Regions from separate parts of the Cyprinus carpio genome. Here region 2 is linked to region 1. The links are chromatin contacts, called in public Hi-C maps. All regions are on one chromosome and are shown on one strand. The core of a region is the stretch at or near the end of the contact, and the rest is flanking DNA. Distances in the headings are between cores, read along the strand shown. Region 1 has its middle 36 kb from the start of LOC122142005. Region 2 holds the start of LOC109106943 (E3 ubiquitin-protein ligase Itchy).

Evidence for each region. A called contact is a pair of places that touch in the nucleus more often than the background predicts.
Region 2: a contact with region 1 is called in a Hi-C map of skeletal muscle, with 9 times the contacts expected there. The contact joins the promoter of LOC109106943 here to the enhancer-like site in region 1. A contact is called at or near these places in 2 of 8 Hi-C or Micro-C datasets (red blood cells and skeletal muscle).

The regions. Positions count from the first base shown.
Region 1 is chrB23:20,820,687-20,823,775 of ASM1834038v1, forward strand. No RefSeq gene overlaps it. Among protein-coding and RNA genes, the nearest start is that of LOC122142005, 36 kb to the right of the region's middle. Within about 2 kb of position 1,430, at least 8 of the 8 cell types and tissues checked have an H3K27ac peak or open chromatin away from gene starts, as enhancers often do. A contact at or near this core is called in skeletal muscle, where this site is marked.
Region 2 is chrB23:20,928,901-20,931,989 of ASM1834038v1, forward strand. LOC109106943 (E3 ubiquitin-protein ligase Itchy) reads left to right here and starts at 1,543. Exons shown (of 25, transcript XM_042750087.1): 1 at 1,543-1,699.

The DNA of each region.
Region 1 (3,089 bases), core at 180-2,679:
TGAAAACTGAAACGCGACCCATTAAGCAAATAAAGTTAATCTGCACAGAAAAATCCTGTTTTTTAATCGTGCCGTCGTCTGAGAAAAATCAAAGGCTCAGAATAGCTTGAAGACAGTATGTGCTGTCCTCAGCTGACTTAGATGTAAAATTTAGGGATTCAGTGTTTTAACTGAAAGCGCAGCTCCTTTCAGCCGCAGCAGAGAGAGAAGTTGCGCGCGCGCTGATGGACCTCGATCGTGCGGCAGTCAGCTTTAGATGCTTCTTTTATTTTGCTGTGAAGCACGTTAACTCGGACGCGCAGACGATTGTTTCACCCCCCGTCTCTGTCCGCGCTTAATAATTTTTACTCCTTTAAAAGCATTATGGCTTTGCACAAGGCATCATAAAAGTCCGCCCCCCCTGATCATACGAAACCAATGTTGTGCCGAATTCTACACCCTGCCAGATAATGCATCCCCTATTGATAATAAGCTGCAATGCTTTACCATCTAAACCTGTGTCACGTGAAAGTGCTTTATACATGCTCATTTCTAACGTCCCGCAATTGCTACACGCTACTGTGCTTTCAGAGTTTAAACCTGTTCCAATCTGATCCTAGCGGACAACATTTTTTCATTTCTTTCCATTCCCATGTACAACGTAATGCACTCTAATTCCGCGTATTCCAACCACGTATTCATAGCGCATGTGCGAGCGAAACATCATACAGCTATGGGTCCACTCTTGAGCAGTGAAGCGCCTTTGTTTCGATTATGACTGTGGGGTTTTTGTACTGATCAGTGCATGCTCGTAAAGACTTTTACTGTTTCAGACATGGCTGTTTGTGAGATTCCAGCGGCCAATTTCATAAAAATTATATTCAGAAAAATGATTTAGCCTACTTCATTTAGACCGTTGGTGTGAGCTTGTGTTGTACTGTTTCTTAACCATTGTGCAAAAAAGTAACTCAGAGGTCCTTAGGCTTAGACGACAAAAATGTCACAAAACACATAGACTATCCATTTTTTCTCTGATGTCACTGAAACATTTTTTTTTTTTTTTTACCAGCATCAGCCCTGATCCTCACTACCAAAAATGTAGGCTATTAATTTTCAGGATTTAATCCCTTTTAAATGCTAGTTTGTTTACAATGCCACTTTACTTTTCTTTAATGAAAGCACACACAGATCATATATTTTAATTACGTAATTTTTATTATTAACCTATAGCTCATATTTTTATTACTGATGTACTAAATATTTATTCTGTATAGCCTACTTTTAGTAGCTAACAGATCCAGTTTTCTCGCACGGCAAAATTCTATACTTACTTGAGACCTCGAGGGTGCCAGCATAAACGAAGAAAACAAGTAGACCTAGCCTAGAACAGTACAATATGGCGTTTCGTGGGAGGCACAAGTGAGCTGTTGCAACCTGATTGGTTTTTCAGACGCATTTTGAATAGCTCACGTCATCATTAAACCCAGAGCCGTAGAAAGACTTTCTGTTTTAAACCATAGGGAAGTTAGATGTAGGCTATGTTCTAGCAGCATATTCGGTTAAAGCACGAAGCCTTTGCGTGAATTTTGCTATTTGTCGTTTTAAACCGTTAAACAGGCTTGAATTTTCTTTTCAGGTTTGGGCTAGACAATGGATTAACAGCCTTAATATTCCACATGTGGGGGCATAAAATACCCTTCGTGTCGTCTTCGTTTTTTTTTTCTTAAAAAAAATAGTTACATTAATGAATACAACGTTGAGATTAAAACCAAATTAAATATTCAACCAAGCAGGCCTACACAAGAGTAGAAAATCAGATAATATGTTCGACTTGAGATAGAGCCTACCTCATTTTCCGCGTTCCGCTCCATTTCGCGCACAGTTGCGTCTGCGTTTCTGTTCGCTTATGCCCTTCACAGGCTAAGTTCCCAAGTGTAATGGGAGTTACCAAATCGGACCGTTTTTGTGTGTTAGTCTATATAGTGACGGTAGGTTTAGGGGTGGGGCAAAGTGCGGTTTAAAAACACCCACAAATTCAGACACGCCCAGTTTTGCTCTTCAGAGACTTTTATCTCTAAATTCCCCACGTCTCGTTTACTCAGATGTACGTCATTGATTATTACGTTGCATAAGTGCACACTACTGGCACATCCCTTGCAATGGGCTTTGAAAGAGTTTAAAATGTATCTTAATAGCTACTGTTTCATCCTAAATAGCCTAAGAAAGCAAGCAGAACGACATTAATTTGTAATGATCAGAGCCGATCCTCCCTATACGCAAAGTAAACAAGCTGCGTAGGGCTCCCGAAACACCAGGGGCCCCCCTTGCTCTCAAAGATGTTTTAATTTTAGTTTCGTGTTTGAATTTGGCCCGCGGTTATGAAAACTGCTAATGTCTGTGTTTTAATGCGGTGCGCTGTCGCACTTTCTACGTAAGTAACGTGAATGTTATGCAGTCTTACTTGAGACAAAAAAAAAAAAAAAAAAACCCCAAGTTGAAGGCTTGATACAATAACCTAAACACTCACATATTAAACACTTCAAATAAATAAATAAATTGTTTGACGTTTTTATGCTCAATGTTGTTTCATAATTTTGTAAGTTATTATTTGTAAATTATGGAGTTATTTAGACTGGATAAAATAGGGTGAAAGTGCTTAATGTGGACTGGACAGAAGGCAGCAGAAAACAGTATTTTCCTACTGTCTTCAGGCTCGATTTGGCCAAAAGTGAACCCTTTCTCAAAGCACTGCAAACAAACGAGGAAGTGACATCATTTCACTAAATGACCAGAACATGTACAGTTTTTTTTTTTTATCTCTCTCATTAGAAAATTAAGTTACAAAAGTTTTTATTAAGAGCACAAAACGACAAAAAAGACAAATTGGGGCCTCCTTTGCCCATGTTAGATCAGGATGCAATATACTTGTTTCATTTTGGCCTAAAGGATTTTTTTTTTTGCATACCCATTGTACAATACTTCACTTCAAAAGTCACTTTTCCAAAACTCTTTACACAGTGAGCACAGCATCAGTCTATATGGGCTAAACTGTGGATCATTTAGGTTTTCATTGGCCCCTTTCACACTGCACAGTCGGATTACATGGCAAA
Region 2 (3,089 bases), core at 293-2,792, 110 kb after region 1:
AGTGAAGGAAGGAGATGCTCTCACTCTGCATGCAGGAGCTACTCATATAAATAAAGACTCTGAGATGAGATTGTTTTTTAAAAGTGGCAGTCTTACCATCCGTATAGCACAGATGAATAACAGGAAAGTCACATAATGAAGAAAAAAAAAAAACTAGATCAAGAGGGTGGAACATTGACCATCAGGAATATCAGTAGCAGTGATTCTGAAGTATTTCTCACCATCAGACTGCATGTCTCTGAGATTAAGATCAAACTTGATGTATATGGTATTTTACAACTGCTACCAAACAGTAAATAATGCATTAATATTATTTACTGAATGGCAAGTGCCAGTCTCAGAAAAAAAGCTACAAATGTTGTCACTAGGGCGGTACCTTTTCAAGAGATACATCTTATACCTTATTTGTCCCTAAAGGTGCATATAAATACCCTAAAGGTGCGATTTATTTTAATTTGAAAAATTACATATGCCCCCAGTGACAGCTTTTGTACCTTTTTTTAAAGAGTGTAGTTTAAGCAATATTAATCCACAGCAAAGTGTGGATTTTACATGATTGCATACATCATAAGTTTCAAACAGCATCATATTAAAACTATAAATACTGTTGTAGACAAAAAAGATATCACTTAATGAACAAATATCGGTTTGTTTGGATGGTTTCTGCAAAATGTGGCTTTTAAAATACGTACATATTTGCAGTGGCCTTTTTTCTACAGAAGATTGTCTGGTTCACTGTGGCGTCTCTCAGGCTCTGGTTCATCTGGTTCTGTCTGGTCTGCTGTTAATCACCACTGTTGTATTTCTGGTTGAGCATCTGAGGTTCAGCTCATCTCAGAGAAGAGCTGCTTCTTCTGTGTGATGGTGACTTGCACAAGAGTTTTTAAGGTGTAAAATTTGACATTGGTTTGCAAAGTGTTACCATTAGGGTACACGTGAAGCACCTCTTGTTTACAGTATTCCTTATTTATTTGCGGTGGAGATGCAAGTAAGTGCTAAAATAATATGAATTTACTAGAGTAGCTAAATGTGACCAGTTTTGAAAATATAAAATAGGCTACACTCAAAAAATTTCCGCAAATACAAAAACAAAAATATATATGAATTTACAAACCCAATAATTTCTAATAATTTACCATCCTAATCATTCTTTAATACGATTTTTCTTATGTTTGACTGTTGTAATCATTGATAATGTAGGCTATTAAAAGTATTAGCTAAAACTTTAATACGCGTCTCAAGCCAATGGGTATTTTAGGATTGAAACGCGGTGGAATATTGAATATTTTACAGTGTTTGTCATGTTAAAATTCTTCACAATGTGCTGTTAATGCACCGGCTATTCAAATTTGTCATTATTTTGGCTATTATTCATGCATTGTATATTCATGCCAAAAACGAATCTTTAAAATTAATATATCAGAAAGATAATACTTTCTTCCTCACGCAAACTTCTGTAATAGGGCCATAGAGCGCCATCTGTTGGAATCACAACAGAATGTCTCACGCGGAACGGACTTTGTCTCGAGCGGAAGCGCTGATTTTTAGAACAGAGTCTTTGGTGACGTATTGCCCTGAAGATGGCGGAAGTTCGTTCCTGATCTAAACCGGATTCGCTCGGTACGGATTGTCTAATAAACTCTTTGAAGACGGATCGATTCGGCTTCACGCCTCACATCTGACCCGCCGATATATTCGGGTAAGCGATGACCAGCTGATTGAGACTGTGTGCCGTAGTTTACTGTCTGTATACGCGCTCATGTATGTGTATTGCGTTACAGTGACACTGAATCGTGTCGACAGCTCGACAAATCACTTTGACTATTTGTATCTCATATAAACAGCTCTGTTTTGACAACGAGAGTCAGTGCCTGGAGATGTTTCGGTGCGTTTATTGTTCACTAATTGTGATCGGGTCATGTATGAACACATGTGGCATGTTAATTCTGTCATGTCAGATGTTCAGCTTGAGTTTGATGTTGGCTTTGGTTTCCGCTGATTTAATGATTTAAATATTTCCGAGCTAAACAGATCCGCCCCAAAGACCCCCAACAAAACTACAAAAAAAACAGCAAAAAAAATGATTTCTGCACCCAAAATTAAAAAAAAAAAAAAAAAAAAAAAAAAAAAAAAAAATAGTTACTGGAGTTTTGTTACTTTTGTTACTTATCTTCGAAAATAGAATGGTAATACTATGCTATATTGATATATATACCATGGTATTTAAATGGTCATTGTAGTTCCAAGAGTACCATGGTTTTCACTACTATGGTGCATATAATGCACTTTTATAAAAGTAGCATAGTAATTAATTATCATTGTAATACTGCGCTATTATTTAAATTACCTTGGAATTTAATGCGAATATCATGGTGTTTTAATAAACATTTTTTCAACTTATACTTCACTATACCATGTATTCACTATTATTTTGTAAAGGCCTGAAAGCTGCTTAAAGGAGAGGCATTGTTGATTTATTATGAGTTTACAGTACTAGCAATGACAGTCGTAACTGGTATTTTGGAGGAAACTATTACTAGTATGGAAATTCTGTTCAATTATCTGTTTCTATGCTGATCCATTTTGGAACAACTTTGAGTAAAAGATAGAAGTCATTTTCTGTCTAGAGTTCAGTGTTTGTCCATTTTATGGCTGTGACTGTTTAATAAAGTGATTAGATATGCTAATTTTTTATTTTTTTTTACCATATGATTAATCAAACTCATCAAAACGCATGTTAACAGAAAGAGACGTCAGTTAAAAATTAATAGTTGGTAACAGTTTTAGGGGTAACGCTTTACAAGTTAAGTAACCAGATTACTTTTTTCAGGTAACTAGTAAAATAACATTACTTATAAATTTGCAATTAAATGTATATGTAACGCTAATGACTTTGTTTTCCTGTTTATTCACTGAAACCTCTTCTGCCCCCGTGTTGAGTGAAACTGAGAGTGAGGGCATTTCCTTTAGCCTCGGGCTTATTGCACTTATTTCACTGTTAGTGTGAAAGGGCCTTTGCGGTTGCCACAGATATAACTTTTTTTTGTTGTTGTTGTTATTAAAAAACAAATAAGCAAGTCCAGCCCAGT